Regions from separate parts of the Danio rerio genome. Here region 2 is linked to region 1. The links are chromatin contacts, called in public Hi-C maps. All regions are on one chromosome and are shown on one strand. The core of a region is the stretch at or near the end of the contact, and the rest is flanking DNA. Distances in the headings are between cores, read along the strand shown. Region 1 holds the start of hmg20b (high mobility group 20B). Region 2 holds the start of map2k2a (mitogen-activated protein kinase kinase 2a).

Region 1 (3,742 bases), core at 372-2,871:
GTCGAAAAACAAAAACTTTTTCCCCATTGTACACAATATATTTTAATTTGGAAAACATTTAAAATATTTTGGAGTCATAAACATGTCAGGCTAAATAACTCAAATGAATCATTGACATCTGCTGTCTTTATTAGTTTCAAAAACACAGATTTCTGTACAGTTTAAAATGGCATCTTTGGAGGTCTTTTCAGCTGGAGATAATGCAGTATACCTTGAAAACGGTTATCGCCTCAATGCCTAATTCTGACAGCGAACTGCACCTGTATCGGCAGGGTGTGTAAACTTTTATTTTTTAAATAGCCATTTTTATTAGTAGATGCCATTATGGACAGCTGAAAATGCATGTCACGTCATTCACCCCTAAATTAATATATAAATATGTAATTATATATGAATATGACAGGACCACTGCGTCATGTACATTGTACAATGAGGACCAACATCTCCAGGTTCTCTGAAAACCTGACCAAAAATGTTATGTGCACTTTTGTCTAGTTTTGAAAACAAAGCAGCAACTATTTTAATTATGCTAAAACAGCTCGGCTGGAATACTGGCAAAAATAGTTTTTATTTTTAGATTTGTTTTACTTTGTAAAATGGTTCTACTCTGTTTTAGCTGACAGTGTGTTCATTAATAAATAATATTTAAAGAGAAAAAAATAAGGTGTAGTATCAATTTAGTATGGGTTTCAAGATATTTAATTTAGATATCGTATTAAAGTCAAACTTTTGGTATCATGCAACACTATACGTGATATAAAGACAACAGTAAAATATTGAATTACACATGGTTTTAATTATTTTTATTTTTTATGTGAGCAGAGAATGCTGTCATTTTGCAAAATGTAAGCACACTACTGTGCGGTAAATGTGGCCTAAAACTATACATAAATGCAGTACCTAATGAAATATAAACATTATAATTACCAAAAAATAATGTCAACTCAAATGAAATAATATTAAAAATCCTATTTCAGCAAGTTGCCCATGCAAAATTTCTCTTCTTTTGGTTTGACCCATACTAAAATAACTAATTGACATTTAAAGATAATTTAATAAATAAAGTTAACTTATTATACTAAAATTATCATAACAAATCTACAATGTTGCATAGAAAAAATATTAAAAACAAATAATATTTAAAAGAAATATCAGGTAACTTATATCAAATAATAATGTTGGCTGTAACGTTACCGCTGCAAAACGCTGTCTAGATATGAAAACACGGACAATACATAAATCGACCGTTTATTAAAGGGTTTTGTCCTCATAAAAGATGTAGAAAATTACGAATTTAAACGCACGCATGCACGGAGCTTTTGGTGCATTAATGTTTATAAAAACTTCACTCTGCATTCCCCGGTTATTATGATTAGCTAAAGTAGCATAGTTGGCTAACTAGCCTCCGTTGAACCTCAGAATACTTGCATTTATCGCGTCTTAATTTCGACAGTCTATTAATATTAATTTGCGATTATATATTTACATTTATATACAGCTCGTGCTTCTAATACACAAAATGTACACTTACCTAAATTGGTGCTTGTTTTGTTTTAAGTCAGACGCTAGCTTAGGGACAAATGTTGGTTTGATTGACAGATCCTTGGTGAGTTTGATTGGTTTGTGGGTTTGGTAGGCGGAGCGAATGGGAACTCGCTTCATCTGCATTGCGCATGACTGGAAATGGGTTGTTACTAAAGAGTTTTTCTGAGGATATTGCAGGAAACATATATAAATACTATGAATCAATAGCTACTATATTAAAGTTTTATAAGCACTATTTATTTTTTCCCCATCAAACTTATATCAACCATATTAAAATGGAATACATCATTAAAATGAAATACATGAATTTGATGTAGAAACATCTGATAGTGATACATTAAAATTTTTCCCAAGACAACAACTCATGTAATGTAAAACGTTATTGTGTTGTTTCCAGTTGGTGTGATTCATTTCTGTTATAAAACGACATAAACTATAAAGTTTGCTTAACTTCAAAGTAAAAAAAAAAAAAAAGGAAAATGAAACAACGGAGGGTGCGGAAAATATATGATTATATAGACATAAAAGGAAAATATAAAATTGTATTAAAAATCAAAACAAGCATCGCTTTGATGCTTGAAAATACATCTGTTAGTTTTTTTAACCCATGTTATTGTAAGTGTATTAAAGTCTAACATTTCCAGTTATTTTACTTATTTTTCAATTTTTCGCTTTAAAGTTAAACTCGTTTTCTGAGGATTTCATTTTTGTCGCAGACTATAGAATTATGTACAATTGGTCAGCAATTATGAAGTAAATATATATAAATACTGTGGACCAATAGCTACAGTTCCAAGTCAGAAATATTAGCCCCCTTTTAATTATTTCTGATGTTAAACAGAGCTAAGGAAATGTTCACAGTATGTCTAAAAATATTCTTTCAACTGGAGAAAGTCTTATTTGTTTTAATTCGGCCAGAATAAAAGCAGTTTTTAATTCTTTTAAAACCATTTTAGGGTCAGTATTATTAGCCCCTTTACGCTATATATATTTTTGAGAGTCTACAGAACAAACCATCACTATAGAATAACTTGCCTAATTACCCTAACCTGCCTAGTTAACCTAATTAACATAGTTAAGCCTTTAAATGTCACTTTAAGCTGTATATAAGAGTCTTGAAAAATATTTAGTCAAATATTATTTACTGTCATTATGGCAAAGATAAAATAAATCACTTATTGGAAGTTATTAAAACTATGATGATTAACTATCAAAAATCTTCCCTCTGTTAAACAGAAATTAGAGAGAAAAAAATAAACAGGGGACTAATAATTCAGGGAGGCTAATAATTCTGACTTTTCTTCTAACAATTCTTAAAAGCTCAATTTATGTTTTCCCATCAGTTATTTTAACAATATTAAAGTTAAATACATGATAATCTGTCATTTACAGCTTTTTCATGATGCCATTTTTAATGTAGAAATCATTTTATGTGGTACATTTACATTTTTTTCCCAAGATACAAATTCCTGTAACGTAAATGATTGTTAGTTTATTTTTGCTGCAGACTATAGGATTATTTACAATTGGTCAGCAATTATGCAGTAAACATGTATAAATACTATGAATCAATAGCTATATTAAAGTCTTTCAAGCTCAATTTATGTTTTCCCATCAAAGTTATTTCAACCATATTAAAGTTAAATACATGATATTCGGTAATTTGCAGCATTTTCAAGATGCCACTTTTAATGTAGAAATCATTTTATGTGATACATTTACATATTTTTTCCAAGACACTAACTCCAGCAATGTAAATAAACGTTAGTGTGTTGTTTCCAGAAAGTGTGGTTTATTTCTGTTATAATAACTGCATAAACTATAAAATCTGCTTAACTTCGTGGTAAACTTTTAGTAAAAAGAATGAATAATGGGATAAAAAAAATGGAAAATGAAATAACGAAGGGTGCGAAAAATATACGATTCAGAGTTTATACAGAAATCAGAGCGTGAAATTCAATACCTTTTAAGGCCTTTATAAGACTCTTTACATAATTTTTAAAACTTATAACCACTTTTCAACCAAAAACACTGGTGAGATTTTAACTTACAGTATATTTACTAAATATTAATGTAAGAAACTAATCCAAAACTAAAACATTATGCATGACACTGAATAAAAATCTATTAAATCTAGCTAATTCAGCAGGTTGGCACCTATAGAACCTATAGTAGGATTTTTGATTTGATAAACTAC
Region 2 (3,742 bases), core at 479-2,978, 220 kb before region 1:
TGCTTTATGCTTGGAACACAAAGCACGTATGAATGTAAGTGAGAAACCGCGTTTATCAGAAACCTTATTGTTTTGAAGCTTGCAAATCCCTTTTCGTCCCCATAAACTGGAAGCTGCGACCATTATTTTTCATATTGTGACGCAGTTCCGAGAGAAACATAATATTAAATGACACAAAAGTGGGTGTGGCTTGTTTTTTCTACTGTGAGCTAAATAGATGTAGTAGTGTAGGTGTTTCATTCAAAAATGGGGGAAAGTGTTCGAGGAGAGTTGTCACAACCTAAAAGATACCTCCTGTTCACCATTTCTGTTTGTTGTCAAAACTGACAGTTGGAGGAGGTGATTTAGTATGTTAGCCACTCCCATTTGCTAAGTTATACGTTATCTGATCATTTTATTTTTAGATTTCAATTAAACATTAGAAGAGCAAACTGTTTTTTTTTTCTTCTTCTTCTTAATGACCTGCACAGATGAATTGTTCACCACAAAACTGGCAATGTGAGATAACAAAATCATATCGTTAGTTTAGATTTTTTAGGGACTTTAATAATCATCACATCCCAACATGTTTGCAAGACTTCAAATTATTACAATGTGCATTTTGATACGCACTAAAAGACTAAAGCATTCATACACAAAACCTAAATACAATTATAGTATATTTAGTCATAATCGTAAGTATGATACACAATCAGGTTGTTTGTAAATTTTAACTACTTATGTACTGGTAAAACTGTAGATGACAGGGCATGCAGGCCCGTAGTCAGCCTGGTAATAAGAGTGCTTCTTTTTTCTCAAAAAGGGAACCTATTTGCAGTTATTCGCCTCATATTCTATTTAATTAAGAGGTTTAAATATTGTATTTCAAAGATGTTTTAAGCACTTTTTTTGTTTAAATAGCTTGTCAGATGGTCTTTTTGATGTTCCAAAAAACATTTCCTTAAGGATTTTGCAAAAAAAAAAAAACATACTCTCAAATACTAATTTATTACATGATTTATCATTAAGAAAAAAATAGAAATTGTTCATTGTTTAAATATATATATAACACTTTGGTCAGCACATTCAACTTTCCTCAGTTAAAATTTGGCCACTTGATTAAAAAAGTAAACAAATAAAAAAGGATAATAAAGAGCTTCACAATATTTTTAGATTTTTCAATAAAAAATATAAAAAAGTTCAATAAAAAAATACGGATAACAATAGCCTGATTAGCATTAAAATTAACTTATTAACTTTAGTGCTTCACACCTTTCATTTATACTTTTTGTTTCATGAATAAAGTCCAAGATTTAGAATAAAAGTAACTCTATTTAGCAATAATACAGTAGGTCAGCAGTGAAAGATGACCACTTACCTCAGATTGTATGTTTTCTTGCACAGATGAAAAATAATTGTTAGCAGTGGCCTAAACTGATTAGCTGAAGTCAGGACAGTCAACAGAGGATTCCAATTGGAAGCCTTCTTCGATGTGTTATTTTCACAATGTATGATGGAATAGCAGTGGAAATGAGTTTATGTATGGGACAAATTCTGGACCATTGTCGGTAGGGGGGGGGGGGGGGGGGGTCTTTCAAACCACCTAAACGTGCCCTGGCTACGAGCCTCAGGAACGTCAATCCTCGCGTTTCTGACATTGGTTATTGGTTAAAACTTTTTATAACGTATTTTATGCTCACCAGCAGATGTCGTTCTTTCTCATATAATGACTGTTTTTCTCAAATCTCGCGATGACGCAAGTTCTCTGGCGGCAGTTCTCGCGAGATCGAGCAAACGCTTCCTCTTGGTTGGATAGCGGCTTCCTGGCCGGACTTTTTCCCCCTCCTTTTTTCTTGGGGGAAATTTCAACTTCTGTTTTCGCGGCTCCTCCGAGCCAAACTATTTCGGACAGCGTTTCTCGCCCGGTCCTGAGGCTGTGAACGATAGGCCTAACTTGTCTTTTGCCGCCTTTTGTCTGTGGGAGCGCTCGCGAGTCAGAGGCCGTGCCGGAGAGACATTCCAGCGATGCACGCGCTTAAATAAACTGCATTTCCTGCACTTTTACCTCTGAGCCACTCGCTTTTTCATTTGACACTTTAATTTCACCTGGAGCAGCTTTTGAGAGCATGGTTGGGTGTTGAAATTTGGGGCTTGCTAATCTCAGAAACTTCCACTACAAGGGTTTGTGTATCAGTTTGAAGTATTGGATGTCAGTAGAGACAACCTGGTTGCTTTCTTTGAAATTGATAACTTTGCAAGTATGGCACCAAAAAGAAGACCAGTCCCCTTGATTATAACCCCCACTGGAGAGGGACAGTCAACCAACATTGATGCAGCAGCAGAGTAAGTATTTATTTAGCTATATCAGTCCCTTTATGTACCTGCACACGTCTCACCTGGTCGTCTTTTTGTCTTTAGGGCCAACCTGGAGGCCTTGCAGAGGAAGTTAGGTGAGCTGGATTTGGATGAACAGCAGAGGAAGCGCCTCGAAGCTTTCCTCACCCAGAAAGCCCAGGTGGGCGAGCTCAAGGATGAAGATTTCGAACCCATATGTGAACTTGGCGCTGGTAATGGTGGAGTGGTTCATAAAGTCCGTCACAAACCCTCGAGACTGGTTATGGCCAGGAAGGTAAGCGATAAAGGATCTTATGCACCTGCTTAGGGCTAGGCAATTTGGCAAAATTCATATCATGATCAAATCTCATGTTTTGATAACAACATGCATTATAATATACTACAGTTTCTGTAAATCCAATCAGTTAATAGTTTATACACAACATATATTGACCACACTTAAAGAATTATTTCTTTAAAAGATTATACACGTTTGTAAAGTGCTTACTCTTTTATATGTGATCAAATGTTTGAAATAAAATGTAGAAATATTATTAAGATATAAAGCACTTTTCAAAAACTAATGATTACAAGTCCAACATGAGAATAAATAGAGTAAAATAAAATGCCAAATGTAAACCTTGTACTTTCAAGATTGCAAATTTTTTTAAAGATGCTGTTATTCATGTTTCTGTCAACATTTTCATAATGGCATGTTAGATTGAGCTCGTATAAATTATTTAATAAAAAGTGTCACCGGCTAGGGCTGTGCGATTAAATTGAATCGCAATTTTAAATGTTGAGATCAGTTAACTGCAAGTAGGCATGGGGCGATAACTGTTTTTAAGGTATACCGCGGTTTAAGTTTTTAAAACCGCCAACATTTTCTGCTATACCGTTCCTAAGGTATGTGTACGTTTTTTTTTTGTTTGTTTTGTTAAACATTTTTTAGGACAACAATGCTGCTTATATTGTAATGAAATCTGTGTTTTTGAAACTAATAAAGGCAGCAGAAGTCGATGATTCATTGTAATCATTTAGCCTAACATGTTTACAGCTGGGCGTCGCAGTGGCGCAGTAGGTAGTGTTGTCGCCTCACAGCAAGAACGTTGTCGGGTCGCTGATTCAGCCTCGGCTGGGTTAGTTGGCGTTTCTGTGTGGACTTTGCATGTTCGCCCTGCGTTCGCGTGGGTTTCCTCCGGGTGCTCTGGTTTCCCCCCACAGTCCAAAGACATGCGGTACAGGTGAATTGGGTAGGCTAAATTATTTGTGTGTGTGTGTGTGGATGTTTCCCAGAGATGGGTTGCGGCTGGAAGGGCATCCGCTGTGTAAAAACGTGCTGGATAAGATGGCAGTTCATTCCGCTGTGGTGACCCCTGATTAATAAAGGGACTAAGCTGAAAAGAAAATTAATAAGTGATTGGTTACT

Evidence for each region. Hi-C and Micro-C count contacts between places; a contact is called where the count stands out from the background.
Region 2: a contact with region 1 is called in a Hi-C map of hematopoietic stem cells, with 2.8 times the contacts expected there. The contact joins the promoter of map2k2a here to the promoter of hmg20b in region 1. A contact is called at or near these places in 3 of 18 Hi-C or Micro-C datasets (embryo, hematopoietic stem cells and an unstated tissue).

The regions. Positions count from the first base shown.
Region 1 is chr22:20,028,341-20,032,082 of GRCz12tu, reverse strand. hmg20b (high mobility group 20B) reads right to left here and starts at 1,621. Exons shown (of 9, transcript NM_001020551.2): 1 at 1,532-1,621.
Region 2 is chr22:20,252,437-20,256,178 of GRCz12tu, reverse strand. map2k2a (mitogen-activated protein kinase kinase 2a) reads left to right here and starts at 1,728. Exons shown (of 11, transcript NM_001037391.2): 1 at 1,728-2,322; 2 at 2,398-2,608. The coding sequence starts at 2,240.